Linked DNA regions of Hordeum vulgare: region 1 is linked to region 2. Evidence: chromatin contacts called from public Hi-C data. All regions are on one chromosome and are shown on one strand. The core of a region is the stretch at or near the end of the contact, and the rest is flanking DNA. Distances in the headings are between cores, read along the strand shown.

Region 1 (7,307 bases), core at 4,789-7,288, 380 kb after region 2:
CGCCGGGAATGGAATTCCACGATCCTCTCGGCTTCACGGGCAGGCAGGCCGACTGCAGCTTTCAATCAATCGAACCCCCATCCTAGTTTAATTTTAATAGCACGTCGCTCGCGACATCTCACAGAGCACCCTTTACAAGTGAAGTGATTATTAGTAGTAGAAAATCGGTCATCGGGCATGCCCGCTCACCACACACTTCGTCCTCTTCCTCCTCCCCGCTCTCGCTTTTGTTGGCCTTGTCTCTAGCTGCTTGGGGCGTTGCGATCCAGGAGAATATTTGGGGTCTCCCGTGGCAGCAACTTGCGGAATGATCGAACTGGGAACGGGACAACGGCGCGTTTTGTTCTCTTCCTGTCCCGATCCCGTTGGGACGTACCGACGTACGTATGCTGCTATAAAACTGGCGTTTGGTCACGCGTGACCGTCGAACCGCAGTCAAGCTGGTTTCATGAAGATGGGATACTCACAAGGCCGGTTCCGAACAAAAGATGTGGGAGCCGCCGTCGCCGTGGCATGGATTGATGATGCATCGGCCCATTTTTTGTTTGAATAAATAAGTGATCTGCTGAAGCAGTACGGGCGTGTTTGGTTAGTTGCATCGATTTTTTATTTTCTGATTTGCCACGCTTAGAAGAAACATCCTAAAAATCGTCACTCTACATAGTTTACTTGTCTGCATCTAGGCTAGATGCACGAGGAAACTAATTTTGATCCGGCGTTTGATTAATCGCGTTGCAGTAAACGCGGACAGGACATACTGTTTGATTGCAACCCGCACAAGGTGTTGTCATCATTTTTTACTAATGGAGACCTTACCACACACGATCTGAACATAGATTCATTCCTAACTACAAAACAAGTTACAATTCATTCTAGATATAATCAAATGGAGTACACATTATTAAGAGTCATATGGCAGAATAGGAAAAAGTTCATAATCGGTACTAACTAGATTGAAGTCCATCTTCTTCATCTTCATCTTCTTCTGTTGCTGCTTCTTCCACTTCCTCTGCTGATGCTCTTCATCTTCTTCTTCGGATCCTTGTCTTACCCCCATTATCTCACATTGTTTGTGCCCACTCCATCCTTTTGTTTATTTAGTTTTCGTTGTCAAATGCCTCCACACCATGGTCGCAGCTAACAACATCGCACGCGTCACATCTTCCTCGTCGGACACTAGTTCATCACAAGGCCATTGCATGATCCAGTTATGCAGAATGCGACAAGCAAGAAGAAGCTTAACCCGAGTGTGGAAAATGTGCATGGCTTCTGATATAGGATCTTAAACCTGTTCTTTAGAGCTCCAAAGACCCTCTCAATAGTAACTCTAAGGCTGGAGTGCCTGAGATTGAATAGCTTGTGTGGAGTCCTACGATAGTTCCTACCAGAGGAGTCGTTCAGATGGTGTTGGAGATATGCCCCAGAGGCAATCATGTGATGATTTCATTTCCTGTGTATTCATTAATATTTTGTATTGTCCTTGCGCATCATCGGTGATATGTACCAATAAGTATGTGACTTATTTGTGAGACTATATATGTATGATGATTGTTCTAATAGTCCCTAGTTGTTAAGGTTATGCGGACACATATCCTTTGCTAGTATACAATTCATGTGCATAGAGATGCTTGATGACCCATAAGCATGGGGGATCAATCGTAGTCCTTTCGATAAGTAAGAGTGTCGAACCCAACGAGGAGCAGAAGGGAATGACAAGTGGTTTTCAGCAAGGTAATTTATGAAAGCACTGAAATAGCGGTAACCAGTTGTTTGATAAAAAGATAATTTTAACAAGTAACGAGTAGCAATAGTAACAATAAGTGCAGCAAGGAAGCCCAATCCTTTTGTGGCAAAGGACAGGCCGTAACGGTTTCTTATAATAGGCAAAGCGTTCTTGAGGACACACGAGAATTTCATCTAGTCATTTTCGTCATGTCGGGTTGATTTGCGTTCGGTACTTTGATAATTTGATATGTGTGTGGACCAGTGCTTGGGTGATGTTCTTACTTGAACAAGCCTCCCACTTTTGATTAACCCTCCCGCAAGCATCCGCAGCTACGAGAAAAGTATTAAGAATAGATTCTAACCATAGCATTAAACATGGGGATCCAAGTCAGCCCATTATGAAATAACGCATAAACTAGGGTTTAAGTTTATGTCACTCTCGCAACCCATCATCTAATGACTACTCCACAACACATTCCCTTGGTCCCAAAGATGGTGAAGTGTTATGTAGTCGACGTTCACATAACACCACTAAGGGAATCACACCATTTATCATCAAAATAACGAACGAATATCAACTTCACATGACTACTTGCAACATGACTTCTTGCATGCTCAGGATCAGAGAGGTATTAAATAGCATATTGGATATGTACATATGATCTTCCATCAAATAAACCACAAAGCATCAACTACAAGATGTAATCAACACTACTTATCGCCCCCACTACCAATCTGAGCTTCCGGTACAAGATTGAGCACAAGATATGAACTAGGGTTTTGAGAGGAGATGGTGTTGTTGAAGATGTTGATGAAGATTGGCCTCCCCAAGATGAGAGGGTTGTTGGTGATGATGATGAACTCGATTTTCCCCTCCGGAAGGGAAGTTCCCCCGTCGGAGGGCAAAAGTGCTCATACCCAAGTTCCGCCTCCGGACGGCGGCGCTCCGTACCGAAAGTCCTCTCCTGATTATTTCAGGTCAAAAGTGAATATATACCACAAGATGGTCGCGAGAAGTGGGTTGGGTGGCCCACTACCCACCAAGTCGCGCTAGGGGGCTGGCGTGCCCTGGTGCCTAGTGGCCACCTCGCAACCCCCCCTCTAGTACTTCTTTTCTCCAATATTTCTTATTTATTCAATACAAATTCCTCGTGAAATTTCAGCCCATTTGGAGATGTGCACAATAGGTATCTCTGACGTAGCTTTTTCAGGTCAAGAATTTCATCTGCCGGCATTCTCCCTCTTGGTGTAAACCTTGCATATTATGAGAGAAAAGACATTAGAATTACTACATAAAGTGGTATAATGCATCGTTAGGAGTGAGGTGGTGGAGTTGCGCCCTGTAGAAATTGAGGAAGACATGGAAAAATGGATGCGGAGGCAAGGTGAAACCTCGCTCGATTTGAGTCACCACGAGGACGGCTCGAGCTTGCTTTCCTCCGGTAGTCGCCAACTCCTGGCGTCCACGAGGCCTTGGCTTTGCAGCTCTAGCAGACGTCCCTTGGCGAGACGAGCCTTTCTTCACCCGCTCACCATGGATTTGCCCCTCTCGCACCCCGGCACTTGAGGAGGATCCGCGCGAGCCTTTCTTCTTCCGCTCGGCATTCGCAGTTGCGCTCCTTGTCATCCTCCGCGATCGGGTCGGACTTGGAGGAGAGGGAGCTAGGGGAGGAGTGAGTTTGCAAACGGGCGGAGTGGCGGAGGAGTCGAAAGGAGAAGAATCACATCTCGTTCTCTCTCTCTCTCTCTATATATATATATATATATATATGTGTGTGTGTGTGTGTGTGTGTGTGTGTGTGTATGTGTGTCTCTCTCTCTCTCTCCCTCCCTCCCTCTCTCTTTCTCCCTCTCTCCCCCTCTCTCCATCTGTCTCCATCTCTCTCTCTCTATCTATCTATCTATCTATCTATCTATCTATATCTATCTATCTCTATCTATCTATCTATCTCCCTCTCTCTCTCCCTCCCTCTCTCACTCTCTCTCTCCCTCCCTCCCGTGCCCTCCCTCTCCCTCCCTCCCTCTCTCTCCCTCTCCCACTCTCTCTCCTCCTCCCTCCTCTCCCTCTCTCTCTCCCATCTCTCCCCCTCCCTCCCTCTCTCTCTCCCATCTCTCTCCCCCTCTCTCCCTCTTTCTCCATCTCTCTCTCACACACACTCTCTCCCTTCCTCTCTCTCTCTCTCTCTCCCTCCCTTCCTACCTACTCTACCTCTCCCCCTCCCTCCCCTGCCCTCCCTCTCCCTCTCCCTCCCTCCCTCTCTTCTCCCTCTTCCCCTCTCTCTTCCCCTCTCTCTCTCCCTCTCTCTCTCCCCCCCTCTCTCTCTCTGGTGGTCGGTGTACTCCAGGTCGGTGTATTTGCAACCGTCAATCAGCGAATGGAGCTAGATCCTGCAAACAGTTCCCCCTGAGGCACGTGGCAAAAATCTTGGCACGATATTCGAGGCACCGCGCCACTTTCCCTACTAACTGTGACACAACCCCTTTCACGCGCACGCGTGTCGCCCACGTTTCAACCCCATGATAATTTTTGTGGTGTTTTGCCGTTAGTGGATCCCATGTCCACTTACGAGAAGCGGAATGTTTCGATCCGCTGAATACCCCCCTACGGGGCCCGGTTCACTCGGACGCATACGAACGTGATCAAAAGAGTTCCCCTCGGACGCGAGAAGCATCAATCCTAGCTCTTGACCGATCACTCGGAGCCCCTAGCTCGCGTATACCCGAGTCGTTAGGATGTCTCTCCCGAGAGATGACCGAATGCCACCGGGTGGTGCATAGATTCCAAGCTAGTCTAATCATTCGGAAATCTTCAATCCTGGATATGTTGTGGCATCATCTTGGAGTGAGTGTGAAAGCCCCGAACTACTTTCTAGACGCCTTCGAAGCGGGGGAGACACCCCGAAGTGTCTTTTACTCGATCAATTAAACCTCAACCGATTCCGAGGCTACTGACGGAGTCACCTACCAGGGGTAGCATCATGGACCACACATCTAGGGCCCACCTAGGGCACCACACAACCATGAAAGTACGAGGACTATCGATGCATACTCAGGTTTCAATCGGACCCATAGAGTCATTCGGACGTCTTCCAGTCAGTCTGACATGCACCGGCACTTGGAGAGAGGCAAGCGTGGACAACGTGGTAGCTTGAACGGCAAAGGGACTCTATGTCATACATGAAGTGCAGTCAAGACCAGCGTTACGAGTAACAGACATAGTTAGGGTTGCAGTTTCTAGTAACGCTTGTAGTTACTCACATTAAATGCCCTTGTAATGACGTTCAACGGGTCCTGACGAACTCTACATAAGCCATCCCCGAGCTGTGTGACAAGGATTCACCATCATGTGTAACCAGACATCCCTAGAGAAAAATAAGCCGCACGAGACGTGGGGTCTTTACCTCCTCTCAGAGGGGTCCGAACTCACTAAATCCGAGTGACACTTGCATCGTAGCTAGGCTCCTTCCCTCATTCATACCCCTAGTATTCATTGTCAGCATCATGCCCACGACAACACCCGATTTTCATCTTCGGTCGTCTTCACTCGCTTTTGGCTTACTCCCTCGCGTGCGAGCTGCATCGATTTTGCGCCCACTGAGCCTGTCTCGTTGCAAACCTACTGTTTCCAAGGCTCTATGCTGCTTTCAGGTTCGTACCGATGCGAGCAAGCCCACCATGTATGCAAGCAAAATCGTTTTTCTTTTAACCCAACTCAACCTGATTGAGGTGGATGCAGCTACCAACCACGTCCTAGTAGTATACGACCGTATACGGAGTGTGTGGTACGACAGACATGGATACAGCGCGTCAAAGCATGCGTCGTAATCCGAAGGCGGTGGAGAATATATGTTCCGAAAAAAGACACCTGCCCTTGATGGATTTACTTTTCCTACATGAGTCAGATCGCCATGTGAGAATCAGATATGCGGCGAAAATGCGAGGAAGACTGGCTTTCCAACAAAGAACGGCCGTCCACTCTAAAAGAAAACGAAGAACGGTCTCGGCAGATTCCAAACATCTTCTCCGCGTACATACCCGTAGCATACGCGCTTGAAGAAATCGAACAGTACGTACTACGTCTTTCCTTGACTGACGATCTCTTCAGTCCGACATCAAATCAGAAAAAGGAAAAGGAAGACGGGGACACGATCGGCAGCCACAAACATCCCCAAACGGCCGCGGAGGATTTATAACCTAAGTGGATTCGCTCGTCATCAGAAGGAAACCCCGTTCTCACGTTTAATGGAGCCCAGCCGTGGCTAGAGGAGGAGAAGCTAATATAACAGCGGCGCCCGACAGCGCGCCCCGGATTTCAACTCCGGGTCGTAGCGGGGGAGAGCGTCTCCAAGTGTCGCGGTCGTGACCTCACCTCTCCTCACCGTCTCCACTTTGACGCGGGAGAGCGCGCACGCACTCCTCCCCGTAGTTTCTCGGCCGGTCAGCCTCTCCCGAGTCAGAGGTCGCGAGAATAATAACCTGATGGAAGATGGTGGTGGTGGTGCGGTGCTTGAAGGTCAAATCAAATCCGCCGCGTATCCGGCCCCAACCATTGCGCCGCCTGTGCATATTCTTGCACGAGCCGGGACACGGCAAAAGCCATAGCCCATAGCAGTCACGCACGCACGCACGCACGCACGCACCCGCAGCAGGGATTGACCTGTGCGCACGCACGGCCTTCCTGCGCCGCGCTCGCCTCGCCAGCTTCGTCGCCGTCTCCCGGTGGAGGCGGCGCAAGGCGAGACCGGGCAAGACGGGGCGTGGCCCAGGGTGTGACCGGCCATGTCAGGGTGCCCGTTCGTCGCGACGGAGGACGAAGGTGGAGGTCGCTTTCGCGGGTCGGGTCGGACTCGGCGCTGGAATTTGACATACGCCTGCCTGCCGATCAGTTCCTGGCGCTAATGCGGTCGGGGCCCCGCGTTGATGGCGCTCTCCCGCCGCTCTCCACTCAGGCCCGCCTACCCGATTCCCATTGTCTGTCTGCGACTCTGCGTCTCTCCTGTTTTTCTGCCGATCTGGAGGACAGTGAGTGTTCGCGCGAGAACGGTCGCCGGACCGGGGCAGGTGCAATGAGAGCTAGTCCCGGCTACATTTTCTTCTTTCAAAAGTGCCGTCGTTCGATCCCGTTGGTGAAGAAGAAAACAACCAGCTGTATTTGAGGGTCTCTCCTGTTTTTCTGTCGATGGGCTGGAGCAGGACGACCCCGAACGTTTCATAGCAACAGATATTCATGTCGTCGCATGCATATGTGCGGAAATCTTTTTGGGTTTTTTAGTTTTCAAAATGTTTTATTTAAAATAAAAAATCGACAGGAAATCCGTCGCGGTGAGAACTTCGAAAATAGATCTCATATTGATACGTTTCGAAGACTTTTTTTTTCTTATAAAAGTTGTCATATCTATTGCACAGAAATTGTCATGATGTTTGCACTTAAGTTGTCATGATATGTTTTAACTATTTTTTATTTTACTTAAAAATAAATTTTGACATCTTATAAAAAAGATTAAGAAACTAAACTTGATATGATGAATTACTAAAATTTGCCATGGTCCACGAAATAATTTTGACATGGTTCAAAATTAAAA
Region 2 (7,019 bases), core at 3,636-6,135:
AAACATCGAAAACATCTTCTATTTTATCTTTTGATTTATTTCTATCAATTCATTGCAAATTTTATATGAATTTCTTGAAAATTCTTCAACGGTCATATTGCAAAATGAGTTGAATTTGACGAATTTTTCTTTCAATTGTGCAATTGGTCTCTCCGATCCAAAAACCTCGATGCAACCTCGTCTACAAGATTCATTGATCAACAATTCATCACTCAGCCTGAATTGAGTTGGCTCGAAACCTCCAATGTGATCAACCGGTGATTCTAAGTTTTCTTCAGAATGACTAATTAATCTCTTTTGGAGACAACAAAGTGCACAAGAATTTGTTTGCCAAACATAATTTTAAATTTCCTGTCCAACTCCACTTCATGATTCTTGATGCTTGTGACCTACGTTGGGTTTTCCATGAAGAGGAACGGGTGATGCGGTACAATATAGGTAAGTGTTTCCCTTAGTAGAGAACCAAGGTTTATCGAACCAATAGAAGTAACAACCAGCCCCCTTCTTCAGTGAATGCGCACAAAAGAAACAAATACTTGCACCCAACGCGGGCAAGAGGGTTGTCAATACCCTTTGACTCGTTATTTGCAAGCAAGTAAAGTGTGTAGATAGAAGTTGTAAAGTGCAAAGAAAATACAACTAAATTAAGGCGGCGAGGAAATTATAACGTTTGTAAACTTATAAGTTAATAGCCCCGGGGAGGGGCGTAGTTTTCCCTAATGGCATCTCTTACGTAGTAGGCATATGGTGGCTAAACAAATTATTGTCGGTCAATTGATAGAAAAGTGCATAGTTATGTGATATTCGGGGCAATGGCAATAGGTATATAGGCATCAAATCCATAAGAAAATAGGCCGAATCCTGCCTTCACCCATTACTGTTACTCCATCCATCAACCACTATCCTGCATGCATCTAGAGTATTAAGTAAAACAGAGTAATGCTTGGAGAACAATGACATGATGTAGACAAGGAGAACTCAAACAATATGAATTAACCCTGTCGTTTTATCCATAGTGGCAACAACACAAATACGTATCATGTCCCCTTCTGTCACTGGGATATAGAAACCCGTCAGGTTGAACCCACTACAACGAACCCCTCTCATCGAAGAAATATCAATCTAATTGGCCAAACTATTTCAATAGATCTGAAAGATTTATGAAGCTATGATAATCATGCAAATAAGAATCATAATTAGGATTCAGAGAAGACTCATATATTTATCATGAATAATCTGAAAATAAACCTACAGTTCAACGGATCCCAGCATACGCACCACACAATAGGATTACACCGGATAGATCAAAGCAATTATGTGATGATCATTGTATTGAATATAGAGGAAGAACTACAAACTAGAATAGAGGGTAGCACGTGGCTGAAATTGTGTGTCTTAAAAACCCTCAATACCTCTAGTATATATAGGAGGGTGGGAGGGGATGAGGCAGCCTCAAACCCTCAAGGTTTGGCCGAAATTGAAGGTGGAGGAGTCCTACTCCAATCCTACTAGGAGTAGGATTCCTCCTTTCCACTTGGAAACCCTTTCCACCTTTGGGTTTTTGCCTCTCAAACCTCATGGCCTTAGTGGGAGCTTATGCCAGCCCACTCGGGGCGTGACACCCCTCCCGATGGTCCCCGGTACCCTCCCGGCATTCTCGGTACACTACCGATGAGCCCGAAACTTTTCCGGTGAACAAAACAGGACTTCGTGTATATCAATCTTTACCTCTGGACAATTTCGGAGCTCGTCCTGACGTCGAGGATCTCATCTGGGACTTCTAACAACTTTCGGTTACCAACACCTATAACTCAACTATACCGAAACATCACCGAACCTTAAGTGTTCAGACCCTGCGGGTTCGAGAACTATGTAGACATGACCTGAGACACTCCCCGATTAATAACCAATAGCGGGACCTAGATGTCCATATTGGCTCCTACATATTCTACGAAGATCTCTATCGGTTGAACCTCTATGTCAAGGATTTAGTTGATCCCGTATGTTGTTCCCCTTGTCCTTCGATATGTTACTTGCCCGAGATTCAATCGTCGGTATCTTCATACCTAGTTTAATCTTTACCCGCAAGTCTCTTTACTAGTTCTGTAATACAAGATCTCGTAACTAACTCCTTAGTCACATTGCTTGCAAGGCTTGTTGTGATGTTGTATTACCGAGTGGGTCTCGAGATACCTATCCGTCACACGGAGTGACAAATCCCAGTCTTGATCAATGCCAACCCAACAGACACCTTTGGAGATACCTGTAGAGCACCTTTATAGTCACCCAGTAACGTTGCGACGTTTCATATACACAAGGTATTCCTCCGGTGTGCGGGAGTTGCATGATCTCATGGTCATAGGAACAAATACTTTGACATGCAGAAAAACAGTAGCAATAAACTGACACGATCATATGCTACGTTTATAGTTTGGGTCTTGTCTATCACATCATTCTCCTAATGATGTGATCCCGTTATCAAGTGACAACACTTGCCTATGGCCAGGAAACCTTGACCATCTTTGATCGACGAGCTAGTCAACTAGAGGCTCACTAGGGACACTGTGTTGTCTATGTATCCACACTTGTATTTGAGTTTCCAATCAATACAACTCTAGGATGGATAATAAACGATTATCATGAACAAGGAAATATAATAATAACCAATTTATTACTGCCTCTAGGGCATATTTCCAACACCGCCGAAGACTACTACTACCCTGACGGAGCTTACTACTACGTGGAGGCTGCTCACTAGTTAGGAGGCTCCCACGCACGAAGCCTTGCCTTTTTGATCCGATGTTATGTTTGTGCTAGCCTTCTTAAGGCAAAACTTGTCTACTTATGTCTACTAAGATATTATTTGCTTCCTTTGACTCGTTTGTATTCGAGCTTATGTATTCCAGCCCTCAAGGCCCCTGGCTTGTAACATAAAGCTTGTATGACTTCAATTTGTGCCTAGAGTTATGTTGTGACATCTTTCCGTGAGTCCCTGATCTTGATCGTACGCATTTGCGTGTATGATTAGCGTACGATCAAAATGGGGTCGTCACACCCCATGATCAGTCTAAGAGTGTCATGAGAGCGGAGATCGAGATCACCCACACTTGCCGATAGGAAAACTCAACATTGGCAGGAACCCGAGGGAGTAGGCCTAACCCTAACTGCATAAGGTTGATACTTACCATTCAATTCATTAGATAGTTCATTCCATAGTTGAATGATGTTTCACGCCCAAGCCCAATTACACTTCCAAAGCCCGACAACACTACCAATGCAAGCCATGACAAATTCCCCTAAAATGGAATGAAAATATAAACCAACACATGCTTTGATGGGGGCAAGTGATCGGTGAGAGGCAACGAGCCTTCGCTCAAGGGTACGTACGAATGGCCCGGCCCAAGTATCCTTCCTTTGCTCGTTGTTTTAGGTTTTTACTTTTTCATACATGCAAAATTTTCAAAGATGTTAAGAATTTAAAAATTCATTTAAATTTTACAAAATGTTAGGGATTCCAAATTTTCTTAATGATTTCAATTTATTTCTATGTTTTCCAGAATTTGTTCACATTTTCAAAATAGTTGATATTTTGTGAAAGATGGTATTCATGTATTCAAAAAATGTGTATTTGCTTCTAAAAACACAACTAAAAAACATTGGGATTTCATTTTTTATTCGTATTTCTTTAAAAATCACATTTAAAAAATGTTTTGAAAATCTGTTCATTTTTTCCAATTTTTTGTACACTTTTCTATAACATTGTTCACGATTCAAAAAAAATACGGAATACGGCTTTTCTTGCAATTTCAACAGGAAATATCGTTTTTGATACATTTGTTCATGTTTTAAATAATTCTTCACGTTACAAATTTGTTTAATTTTCATATTTTTTAAAATGTTGACATTCTGAAGAAAATTGTTCACGTTTAAAAAAAATCATTTTTCCAAAATAGATTAAAAACAACAAGTGTGTTTTTGGCTGGAAAAGAGACTAAAAAACTGTAGAGTATAAAATAAAATAGCTTTGTTGGCAAAGCGGGCTGGCTCATTTGTGTAGGCTTCAGCGAAGCCACTTGTAGTTGACTCTTAGCCCGGCCATTTTCTATTTGGCGCTTTAGGCGCTAATTAACGTAGAATTTTGTTAACTGATGCCTGCAGGATTCTTAAATGGACCGTTCCATCTAGACGTCGGGTGATGATTTTTTCTTAAAAAATATAAGAACTTCTTTGAATATTGATGATCTTTTATGGATGTATATTTTTTAAAATTGATGAACTTTCTTTGAAAATCGATGAACCTTTAAATTCTATGAACTTTTTTAATACCAATAAAATAATTAGAAAATTGATGAACATTGTTTTGCAAAAGGATGATTTTTTTTGAAAATTAATGAACTTTTTTAAGATTTATGAAGTTTCTATTCGGTTCTTTTTTTTCAAAAATACATGATTTTTTTTTCAGTTTCTATGAGATTTATTAGATTAGTGAAATTTTTATAAATTTATTGAACTTTTTCCAAATTGGATGAATTTTTTGCAATTTCAATTAACTTTTTTTGAAAATTGTTAAACTTTTAAAAAAAATGATGATCCTTTTTTAAATATATGAAGTTTTCCTTCAAATGGATGAATCTTTTCTTTAATTTGTTAATCATTTTTTGATTTCATATTCTTATATTCATAACAAATAGAAAACCTGGATGTTTTTTCCTATTGTATCAACAGGAAAAAAACTGGGCATGCTAGTGCGCGGGCCCAGGCAAGCGACGCTGCAGGCGCCGGATCGTTAACGGGCGCAGCGCTGTTTTCTTTTTTTTTGATCTCGGCCCTCGGCCTCGCATCTCGCGCACTCTCGCTCCATTAAAAGCCCAGCCGTGCCCCGTACTCAAAGCACTCTCGAAACCCTAGCCGCCACCTTCCACCAAGGCACCAACACACAGCACCCATCACACCTACTCGCTGACGGCGGACGGCCTACGCCATGCAGCGCGCCGCCGTAAGGGTTGCTTCCCTGGCCACCCGCCGCTTTGCTGCGTCGGCCACCCGCCCGGGGCTCCCAGCTGGCCCGGCGCCTCTTCGGTCTGCCGCGGCGGTGGTCAACGGCACCACGCGATTATCCCTCCAGCCAACTGTTGCTGCTGCCGCGGCGGCTCTGTGTGCCCGGCGCGGGTACGCCGGCAGTTCTCCCAAGGCGAAGACGGTCAGCGAGGAGAAGGAGGAAGACGAGGAGGAGGAGGACGAGTTCGAGGATATGTCCTGCGACGAGGACCTCGACGGGGACTCCTACTCCGACGATTCGGACGACGATGATCTGTATCCTTCCGCAAGTGATTAGGAGGAACCAGTGAAGAAGCGCGGGTGGTTGAGATAATTTCTGTTGTTTCGTTTCTTTCTCGAGGTTGAGAGAAAAATGGAAGAAAGAAAAATAAATTTGCTTTTAAGTTCTTTTTCTGAGACGGCGTTTAAGTATTTACTCTTGGTGACTTTTCTTTCGCTTCTTGTTGGGGGCAAGAAAATTTGAAACATGAGATTGAAAGTTGTAATGCATCAAAGATGTGCACGTTTTGTACGACAAATCTGCAAGGACACCAGGTGTGAGAGCATCCACTTGGTTGGCCGCACGATTCGGAAATTTGCGTATACGAATTTACTACCTCACATAGGTCTATTACTTAGACATGTTTTAATTGATAATTTAACTATTATACTCCCTCCGTTCCAAAAAAATTATCTTAGATTTGTTGAAGTATAAGTATTTAGTCACAATTTTGGTACGAAGGTAGTATTTGATAAAAAATGTATATTTACAAACTACATTAGCTTAAGAATCTGATGATATATTTTTGATGACATAACTTATATTTAGTTGATCAAATCGATGATCTAGGATTATGGTGCGACTTCGAATTATGATGCGACTTTTGAAGGACGGTCGAAAATGGTATTTTTAAGTTAAAAGAAATCAAAAAACTTATACTCCCCCCGTTTCAAAATAAGTGTCTTGAGCTTAGTACAATTTTGTACTAGAGCTCGTACAAAGTTGAGACAGTTATTTTGAGACAGAGGGAGTACATATTTGTGACAGTTTGTAAAATTTCGTTCAAAAATATTATGATTTGCAAGATGTGCAAAAAAATCCTGCCCAAGAAACTTTACCTAATCAAATTTTATCAATGATTTTGCAAAAAGCCTCTGTGTTTTATCATATTTAACCCGTAGTCCTTTTCCTATTTTAGGTTGTTATAGAAAATGTTTTTACAAGAAAACGCTGCATTTTTTAGAGCCCAATAAAAGCATGGTTAATAGTATAGCCAACTGCTGGCTATAAGCAGTCTTATAGCCCGTCTTATAGCTAGATTGTATAATAGTTAGCTATAAAAGAGTACTACTTTTATCATATATGATCCACCTTTCATTCTCACAAAGCATATAGGAGCACGTGCTAGAGCTGACTCTTCACGAAGAGTCCGCTTCTCTTCTCTCTCCTCTTCTCTCTCATCCAACTCAATAAAAATATAGTATTTTAATCCTTACAACCTGCTGACTGTACCTTATTGTACTTGCTCTAAGAAGCAGCGGGTTCCAGACGTGACGGGGACGAGAGCTCTCGTGGAACGGCGGTCGTCGGCCAGCCGGCTCATAGCGCGACGAACCACGTTCTCTGCAGGGCTCTAGGCGCATCATGAGAAAGTATAATATTTTTTATGTTTGGGTCAAGTCTTAATAGTGCAAAGAGACATTGAAATGAAACACAATCTTTCAAATCAAACAACCTTCAATAAAAAAAATACATAATCAAGATAATAAGAATTCAAATATTTTTATAATTTTATAAAGTACCCTCTCTATTCCAAAATAAATGTCTCAACTTTTTACTAGCTCTAATACAAAGTTGTATTAAGCTTGAAACATTTTTTTAGGACGGAGGGAGTAGTTTAAATAAATTATTAAACTCTCAAAGAATATGTAAGAACATCTCTAACAATCGGAATACTCGTCCGAATGTATTTTACCATCCG

The links. Hi-C and Micro-C count contacts between places; a contact is called where the count stands out from the background.
Region 1: a contact with region 2 is called in a Hi-C map of seedling, with 3 times the contacts expected there. The contact joins the enhancer-like site here to the promoter of LOC123430647 in region 2. A contact is called at or near these places in 1 of 6 Hi-C or Micro-C datasets (seedling) and 1 of 1 datasets of contacts at active chromatin or transcription factors (embryo).

The regions. Positions count from the first base shown.
Region 1 is chr2H:587,453,788-587,461,094 of MorexV3_pseudomolecules_assembly, forward strand. No RefSeq gene overlaps it. Among protein-coding and RNA genes, the nearest start is that of LOC123427482, 110 kb to the right of the region's middle. Within about 2 kb of position 6,039, at least 3 of the 3 cell types and tissues checked have open chromatin away from gene starts, as enhancers often do. A contact at or near this core is called in seedling, where this site is marked.
Region 2 is chr2H:587,074,412-587,081,430 of MorexV3_pseudomolecules_assembly, forward strand. LOC123430647 (bromodomain adjacent to zinc finger domain protein 2B-like) reads left to right here and starts at 4,886. Exons shown (of 1, transcript XM_045114501.1): 1 at 4,886-5,552. The coding sequence starts at 4,982. The coding sequence ends at 5,335.